3 separate regions of the Sus scrofa genome follow, and all the other regions are linked to region 1. A link is a contact called in public Hi-C and HiChIP or PLAC-seq data. All regions are on one chromosome and are shown on one strand. The core of a region is the stretch at or near the end of the contact, and the rest is flanking DNA. Distances in the headings are between cores, read along the strand shown. Region 1 holds the start of FGGY (FGGY carbohydrate kinase domain-containing protein). Region 2 overlaps FGGY (FGGY carbohydrate kinase domain-containing protein). Region 3 overlaps FGGY (FGGY carbohydrate kinase domain-containing protein).

Region 1 (2,700 bases), core at 150-2,649:
GTTATCATCATAGATAACTGCAGTATGAACTAGGTGTGGTAGCCTGGGAGGAACCTAAGGTCTTCTTTTGTTTGTTTTTAATTCTTCTTCGTGTCCCACTATCTCTGCTTGACTCAACAAACATCTGTTTACCAAAATTTGCTTTTCCATCTCTATGTGAATTGCCTTCCTCCTCTTTGAAGACCCAAACCACTATCCCTAACCTCCTTCTTTTGTCTTTAGCTGAAGATGGTTTTACGGAGAGACTCTGTTTTTCTAGGTTTCTCCTATGTATACAAGTTATTAAACATTATTTGATTTTCTCCCATTAACATGTCTTAACATGAATCAACATGTCAATTCAATTCTTAGACCAGCCAGAAAAACCTACAAGGATAGAGGAAACTTTCTTTCTCTGGCAACCCCAAACTAGGACTTCTAGCAGATGCAATTAATCATGTGGCCCTGGCCTCAATGAGCCAGAATCCTCACCTGTAAGACCAGGATAAAAGCACGCATTTGGGGTTGTTATGAGGAAAGTAGAGTGACTTTCATGCACATGGCATAGAGTCCCGTTCAGTGAAATCAGTTATTACCTAGGCTTACCTCTCATAACCGATGTGTCCTTTGAAAACCACTTCCTTTTACTGCACCTCAGTCTCCTTTTCTAGGAAAATAAAGAGTTTGGATTTGTTAAACTATCTTCCATATCTCAGTCCCATCAGCCTAGGAACCTGCCTTTTTAAAAGATCTGGCTCAGCTCAGCTCACGTTGGAATCTACTTTCCTTTTACTGTGTATCACAAAACAAGCTAAAAAACGTGTCTGACGCTCTGCATCTGTAGAGCGTCAAAACAGGGACAAACGATACCTAGCTTACTGGAAACATAAAGACGTGAAGATTACGTGAGATAGAGTGTCCGGGACCCATCAGCTTGTAACTGCCTTGAAGGCTGGGACCCATCTGTTTTGCAGATTTACAAGCCTGACACCTCTTCAGAGGGTTGGGTCACAAAACTAGATGAATAAATTCACGTGAAGTATCAGGAGCAAGACCTGGCACAAAGTAAGCATTCAATAAATATTATTAATTATTTTAACACCTGTCTGCAAGAGTTCGGGTACTCAGTATATGGTTGAGAAGTTAACATGATACACATTGGACACACACACCCACCAGAGGCTGCTGAGAGTTTGCGTGGGCGAGTTCTTGGAGAAGAGCCCCCAGAGCAGGACACTGAGAGGGCAGCGGCCACTTTGGGCCTTTGAAAATCCGGGAAAGCGGGAAGATCCGGGCGGAGGCTGCGGACCTAGCTCCCAGCCGACGCAGCACAGCACGAGGCGACGGCGGGCAGGCACCGACCAATCCGGGGCCTGGTTCAAAGAGCCAATCGGGGCGCGCTTTACAGGGGCCGCGGCCTTAGGGGGCGGGGCAGGGGGAGGGGCCACAGCCGCCTCCCGGACCGCCCAGCCCAGGCGCGGTGCGGCTCGGTGCGGTAAGCTGCAGAGCCCTGTTAACTAAAAATGTAATTTCAGATTGGACAAGTAAGTGATCCTCCTCTCGGTCCCACGTGTGCATCAGGGGCTTTAGCGGTTGCTCAGGCTCACAGCGAGCCGGTTCTCTAGCCTGAGAGCGCTGGGCCGAAGCCTCCCTCCCTTTTCCCGCAGCCGGCGCCTCCTCTTCCTCCTCTGGCCGCTTAAGTCTTAGTGCTGGTCGTGCTTTGGCTCTTGTTGAGTCCCCAGTGTCCACTCCTTGGTGAGGCGTCAGGCCACTCAAGAGAAGGGTCAGCCTTGACTGCACCCTCAACACTGCCTAGGAGCTTTCTGAAACCTGGGGTCCTTTGCCCTCACTGTCCAGTTAACTAGGTTAATTTCCTATCTTTATCACACCTCTCCCCACCCCCCACATCTTATTTTAGAATGTTTCCCTAGGCATTTTTGAGCCTTTTAATCCCAGGCTGGCCACCTAAAGCCTTTTAAGGCTAGTGCTGCTTGTGATTATGTTTGAGGTGCAGTTTAATTTAGATGGTGTAATGCTCTTTGTCTATAGTTAAACTGCATAGGAAAGGCCTAGAGGTATCTTTCCATTTTTATTAATTTCCTTTTTTTTTTTAAGGATGAACAACATGCAAAATGGGGCATTTCCCTAATCATTGGCTATTTTCCACTAAAGCACTTCTCATGTTGTAACTAATTTCGTTTGTAAAGAGTCAAGTCATTTTCAAGATCTGGGAAAGCAGTCATCCTTAGGTTAATTTTTAAAGTGATATCAGAAGGAAGTGATTATGCTTTTGAATCCATAAGAAAGAAGGCAAGCTTTCTCTTAGTTCCTGGCTGTTAGACGGTAGTTTTGCTTTGTTTTGTTTTGCTTGCTTTTCTCTTCTTTGCTGTGATCCACCTTCTATCCTGAAATTGTGCTTTGTAAGTTGCCAGCTGGGTCTTCCAGCCTGCTGACTGCCTCCTGGTCTTCTGGGAGTCTCCTGTTAATTAGGCCCTGTGCTTGGCTTTTGACCTAGTGGCCACAGGCCTGGCTCTTGGAGGGGCCAGCTGAGGAGGCCCAGCGAACTCTTGTTAAGGATGATTAAGGAACCAGAGAGGCTGAGAGGGCCTGGAGATTGATTTTGAGGGGGAGGGAGATTGGGAGCCTCCCTGATGGATTTGGAAGTTTTGGGAGAAGGGAATAACCCAGAGAGTGGAGATCTGTGTCTTTCTGGATGAAACT
Region 2 (2,700 bases), core at 29-2,528, 130 kb after region 1:
ATTCTGGGGATTTTATCAAAATAGAATTGAAACTACAGCCCTCAGATGGTAGCTAGGCTCTGGATTGGCCTTTTCTGTGCCGAAGTTGTCGGCTGGTACACTTGCTGCCCTACCCGTGCCTCCACCCCACAACGAGGAGTCACAGCCTTTTCCGGGTGCCCCCTCCCAGTTTGTTTCCAGCAGCCGTGCACACACACCCACACACACACACGTGTGCCTACACACTCGCCCACATTTTTGACTTTGCACTAATAGATAAAAAAGGCCCCCATCAGCTCTGCTGGGCCGCAGTCCTGTCTGGTTTAAATCTAAACTGCCTGAGAGATCGGGGGTAATAAGTGAGTGACAACAGGTGCAGATTTCCTTACACCCCTCCGCGCTCGGCCCCTAGTTCTTTCTTTGATTCTTTTCCCCCAACACCCTTGTCCAATAAATTTTATAGCTGCACGATCCTGTTTCAGAGCGGAAGGGAGATTTTTCTCTCCACTCGGCTAAATGGTGCCTAAGTCAAAACCCTGCTTCCTGCCCCGCTCCTCGCTTTTGAAGAAGCAGTAATAAGGAGTAACCGCAGGCCAGGAGCTGCTGCTGGGTCCGGTATCTGCAGTCTGACACATGAAGAGCTAATTTTCGGGCCCTGTTTCAGAAAAGCCAAGAATTAACTTGCAGAGAATTAGCCATAATTGGGGAGAAAATAATCACGTGGCGTTTTCTGCCCTGTGATAACTGTAGCCACTGACAGGGCCTTCATAGCTATGTCAACGCCCACCTCTATTTAAAACAAAGCATTGCTCAGGGCCTTGAAAGCCCTATCTGGATGTTCTCTGTGGCACATTTGTGTGCAAGCCACCTGAATGTGGGCGTTAAAAGGGGATTTGTTTCATGTCTTTCTGGTGCAAAGTCCCAGGGCAGTGAGACATTTTATATCATATTTGCAGACATGAATGGCTTCTGCAGGTGTCAGATAAGGTTCGCAGGCCCTGTGGGCAAAGCTGCAGTCGGGCCTGCTTCAAGAATGGGCTGTGGTCTGAAGAGAATCATTTCTGATAAGGTCCTGGGTCCTTTAGAGAATTTGAAACTCAGTGCCTCTTTTGTCCTGTGTGTGTGTGTGTGTGTGTGTGTGTGTGTGTGTGTGTGTATGTGTTTAAAGTATCCTGGCCCACAATACACATGGAAGGGAGATGATGGACTTTGTTATTGGAGGTGACCTGAATACAGTGGGCCAGAAGCCTCAGTCCCGTCAGAGTACAGCCAAGTGTCATGTGTTCCCATGATTTAAACACCCGCTCTCTGCTGCCGGCTTCACAGTCTGAATGTCTGTCCTGCGTGCTCTCCCGAGCTCCGTACTGCTCTGCCACCCTCCCGGTGGAGGGGATCAAAACACAGAGATCCCTTTATGCTCTTTCAACTCTTAGTACTTTTGCATGTGCTGTCTCCTCAGCCAGTATCCTTAGGTATTGCTACTTGCTGGCTCACAGGCGCCTCAGACGCCACTCCTTTTCCCTGAAATACTTTTGCTTTTCTTTCACTGTTTCCTGTCAGAGGCAAGGTGCTGTCATCAGTTTGCCAACCCCAAACCTTGACATCATACCTTCCATATTCATGACCATTCCCTAAATGAAGGGCAAAATCTATGATATTGTTCCTTAACTATCTCCGGAGTAGTTGCCATCCTCAGCTTACCCTCCTAACTGGGCTCCTTGGCTCCCACCATCCTTCCCCCAACTTCTGCCCTACCTCACCTCACCAAACCAGTACTCCTTCCTCCTCTACTTTAGGCTCTGCCTGTGGATCTGATATTGCTTTTCTTTGAAACCCTTCAGTAGCATCCCGGGTCTGCAGTTTTCAAGTCTCACCTCACCTCTCTTGTGTGGAGCGTAGGTCTGCTGTGATCTAGCTGCTCCCTGGTCCTCCCAGGTCACTCTCTGCCAGTTTCCTGGTGGAAGGGATCAAAAAACAGAGCTCCCATTACTCTCTTTCAGCTCTCTGTATTTTTGCATATGCTCTTGCCTCTACTAGTAATGCCCTTTCCTGCGCTGGCTTACCAGTCAACCCCTATACTTCTGTGTTAGTAGGTGACAGTCTTTTTTTTTTTTTTTTCTTTTTTTGGCCTTTTTCTAGGGCCAATCCTATGGCACATGGAGGTTCCCAGGCTAGGGGTCTAATCAGAGCTGTAGCCTCTGGCCTACGCCAGAGCCACAGCAACGCAGAATCCAAGCCAAGTCTGCGACCTACACCACAGCTCTCGGCCATGCCGGATCATCAACCCACTGAGCAAGGCCAGGGATCAAACCCGCAGACTCATGGTTCCTAGTTGGATTCGTTAACCACTGAGCCACGACGGGAACTCCAGTAGGTGACAATCTTATCTGTGGCTCATAGATGATGGCTTCTTTTTTTCTTACATGACAGTCTAGAGATCAATGCTTTCCACGAGATCCTCCCAGAACCAGATGGTTTCTGTGTGTGAACAATCCTTAATATTGATACACTTGTCTGCATGATCGAAGGTGGCTATCAGCCTCCTTCTTCCAGGCAGCGGGATGAAAGATGAAGAAGACACCTACCTTTTCTCTTTAGTGGCACATTCTAGAAGCTGTCCCTACTTCTCCTTCCCAATCCTTTCTGCCTCCTGGCTGTCTGGCACTCAGGCTCTGCATAGGGGAAGTACAGAAGCCGTAGCAGTAATGGTGGCAGTGGTGA
Region 3 (2,700 bases), core at 98-2,597, 240 kb after region 1:
ATACAACATAGGAGTTCAAATCCTGGTTTGAACACCAATCCTAGTTCCATCTGCTGTCTCTGTGACCTTGGGAAGTTGCTTGATACTTCATGCCTCAGTTTTTTTCCTCTCTGAAATGGGTATAGTACTTGCACGCACCTCATAGAGTTGTTTGAAGAATAAATGAGCGACATTCTGTAAAGCTCTTTAGTGTCTGGCAGTGCCGTGTATATTTAGCTATGATTGATGGGATCTAAACGAATGTGTATTATGAATGATAGAAGTGTTCAAGGCGAAGTCATTCTTTTATTTTAAAAAATACGTGATATTTTCCTTTTATGTGCCAGGCATTGTTGTAGATGTTTGGACATAGTGGTGAATAGAGACAAGTTCCTGCTCCTATGAAGCTTCCTTCTTGTTGGGAGTGTCCATAACCTCCCATAGAAACATACTCATGAATATTTTTATATACACAGTATGCATGCATACAGAGTATGCATGCACATGTGTGCTTGTGTATCCACATATATGTTTATGTGCACATCTGTCTGTGCATGTGTATATGTGTGTGTTTGTGCATATGTGTGCACAGATGTGCCTCTATTGGCATGCTCAGCAATGTGCATGTACGGCTGAATGCTTGTGCATATGTGTTTGTGTACATGTATGTATACCAGTATACATATGTGTGTGTGCATATGTATATGCACATTTGGATATGTGTGTTTGTGCATGTGTGGGCATATGTGTACATGTGTGTATTTGTATATGCATCATTATGTGTTTATCAGGTACTGCTAAGTGTTATTAAGAACAGGTCTGTGTAAAGCAGTAGAGAGTGCCAGGAGTGAGAGAGTGCCAGTACAGAGAGTTCTGGAAAGTTTAATCCAGAGTGGTGACATTTGAGGAAACTGACCTCAATGAAGAGAGGGAACATTTTATGGTATAAGAAGCAAGGTAGCAGATAATTCAATTAGCAAATATGTGTTAGACCCATACTTGGCCTCAGATGCCATGTAGGGCATGGGGGCTGCCAGGCTGAAGATGATCCAGTCTTTTCTCTGGAGGAGCTTAGCAGCTGGTGGAGAAGGCAGACCTGTCATCAGAAAAATCCCATTGTAACCTTCACACTGCCTTTCCCAGATGTGAGGGAAGTGTCACAAGAGCACACGGAATGGATCAACCAGCTCTGCCAGGACAAGTGAGGGAAGCATCACGTAGGAGGTGCAAATGGGACAAGCATTTCAGGAGGCGGGAATGGAAAGTGAAAAGAGTGTGGAAAAGCCTGACTCCATCATGGGTCTTTTCAGTATGGCAAACTTGTTGTGCAAGTATGAGGAAACAGTGAGAGAGGGCCAGGAAATCAGAGCTGTGTACCATGTGTGGATTCTGAACTCCCAGCTTTGCCACTTGTTAGGAGCAAGTTACTTAACTGCTGTCTCAGATTTCCCTTCTGTAAATGGGGATGACAACAGCGCCTCCTCTGGTGGTTGTACTGTACTGGCGCCATTTCCTGACCTGTGTGAGCAATCAACAAGTGTCAGCTCTTCCAGGTCAGAAGCTCAAATGTAAAAAGCCTTGAATTCTAAGTTGAGGAAATTGGATGCTGAAAATCAACCTATCATTCAAATAGCTTCCTTGGCACTGACTGTCGTGTGAAAACTGTCAAGTGTTCTACCTGAAGAATTTGCCTTTGGGCAAGCAGCTAGGATTTGTCATACCAATGGGTGATACTGCAAAGGAACAGATAAAGCAGTAAAAAAAAAAAAAAAACAAAAAAAAAAACCTCATTTTATCTTAGAACAAAAGTTCACTTCAATGGAATGGAGCAGATATTTGTTTTCCCAGGCCCTGGAAATTCAGACATAGCTCACTTGCTGCCAGGGCTTTGCACTCCACCTTTGTAATGTTTGTTACTCAAACTGCAGAAGCATAGCTAGATGGGAAAGTACATTTCTCCATCTCCGACTTCTGTATCTCAGCACCAGGCCTGAGGCTGGAGGATGCTGCTTTTCAGGGTCTCATACCCACTCTGATCTTGGCCACTGTCTTAGTGAGAGGATTTTTGCCTCTGCTCCTGTCTCTTCATCCCATTATCTCTTCTCTTTCTTCAAATCGAAGTAGAGAGTGTACAAAGTCTGCCCAGGCTCACTACAGTCTGAGCTGCTGAATATTCTTCCAGAGCCTTCTAGTATTTCTGTGCCCATCCCTCTGAATATTCCATCTTCATTTTATCGATGACAGTGTCAGATTTTCCCACTAAACTTTCTTCTGTTCCCATTTTGACTAGAACTAGAAAGTACTGTTTGCTAGAAACTGCAAATGGAAAATATAAAGAGAGACAACATGAGAAAATAGATTATTTACATTATTTCCAGTTATCCATAGTAGATTGAAATCATAATATAGATCATCTAAAAAATGAGTATTTTATTTTGAACATAGAATGACATAGGATTTTTTTATTAATTAAGTTTTTTTTAGGATATAGTTGATTTACAGTGTTGAGTCAATTTCTGTTGTATAGCATAGTGACCCAGTCATTTTTTTTCTCATATTATCTTCTATCATGGTCTATCTCCTGATACTGGATATAGTTCCCTGTGCTATACAGTAGGACCCCATTGCTTATCCATGATCCATTCTAAATGTAATAGTTTGCATCTACTAACCCCAAACTCCCAGTCCATCCCACTCCCTCTCCCAACCCCTTGGCAACCA

Evidence for each region. A called contact is a pair of places that touch in the nucleus more often than the background predicts. HiChIP or PLAC-seq counts read pairs in DNA pulled down with a chosen protein or histone mark.
Region 2: a contact with region 1 is called in a Hi-C map of skeletal muscle, with 3 times the contacts expected there. The contact joins the enhancer-like site here to the promoter of FGGY in region 1. A contact is called at or near these places in 1 of 5 promoter capture datasets (liver), 4 of 47 Hi-C or Micro-C datasets (heart right ventricle and skeletal muscle) and 2 of 2 datasets of contacts at active chromatin or transcription factors (alveolar macrophages and skeletal muscle).
Region 3: a contact with region 1 is called in an H3K27ac HiChIP or PLAC-seq map of skeletal muscle. The contact joins the enhancer-like site here to the promoter of FGGY in region 1. A contact is called at or near these places in 3 of 5 promoter capture datasets (fetal skeletal muscle and liver), 6 of 47 Hi-C or Micro-C datasets (embryonic fibroblasts, fetal heart ventricle, heart right ventricle and 2 more) and 2 of 2 datasets of contacts at active chromatin or transcription factors (alveolar macrophages and skeletal muscle).

The regions. Positions count from the first base shown.
Region 1 is chr6:153,211,878-153,214,577 of Sscrofa11.1, reverse strand. It overlaps FGGY (FGGY carbohydrate kinase domain-containing protein), which reads left to right and starts at 1,399. Exons shown (of 16, transcript XM_021097811.1): 1 at 1,399-1,523. It overlaps LOC102165506 (a long non-coding RNA gene), which reads right to left and starts at 1,326. Exons shown (of 4, transcript XR_002345481.1): 1 at 1,156-1,326; 2 at 586-646.
Region 2 is chr6:153,077,064-153,079,763 of Sscrofa11.1, reverse strand. All of the region lies in intron 5 of FGGY (FGGY carbohydrate kinase domain-containing protein), which reads left to right. Among named protein-coding and RNA genes, the nearest start is that of FGGY, 130 kb to the left of the region's middle. Within about 2 kb of position 1,278, at least 12 of the 83 cell types and tissues checked have an H3K27ac peak or open chromatin away from gene starts, as enhancers often do. A contact at or near this core is called in skeletal muscle, where this site is marked.
Region 3 is chr6:152,975,663-152,978,362 of Sscrofa11.1, reverse strand. The region is part of intron 7 of FGGY (FGGY carbohydrate kinase domain-containing protein); the gene reads left to right. Among named protein-coding and RNA genes, the nearest start is that of FGGY, 240 kb to the left of the region's middle. Within about 2 kb of position 1,347, at least 11 of the 83 cell types and tissues checked have an H3K27ac peak or open chromatin away from gene starts, as enhancers often do. A contact at or near this core is called in alveolar macrophages, liver and skeletal muscle, where this site is marked.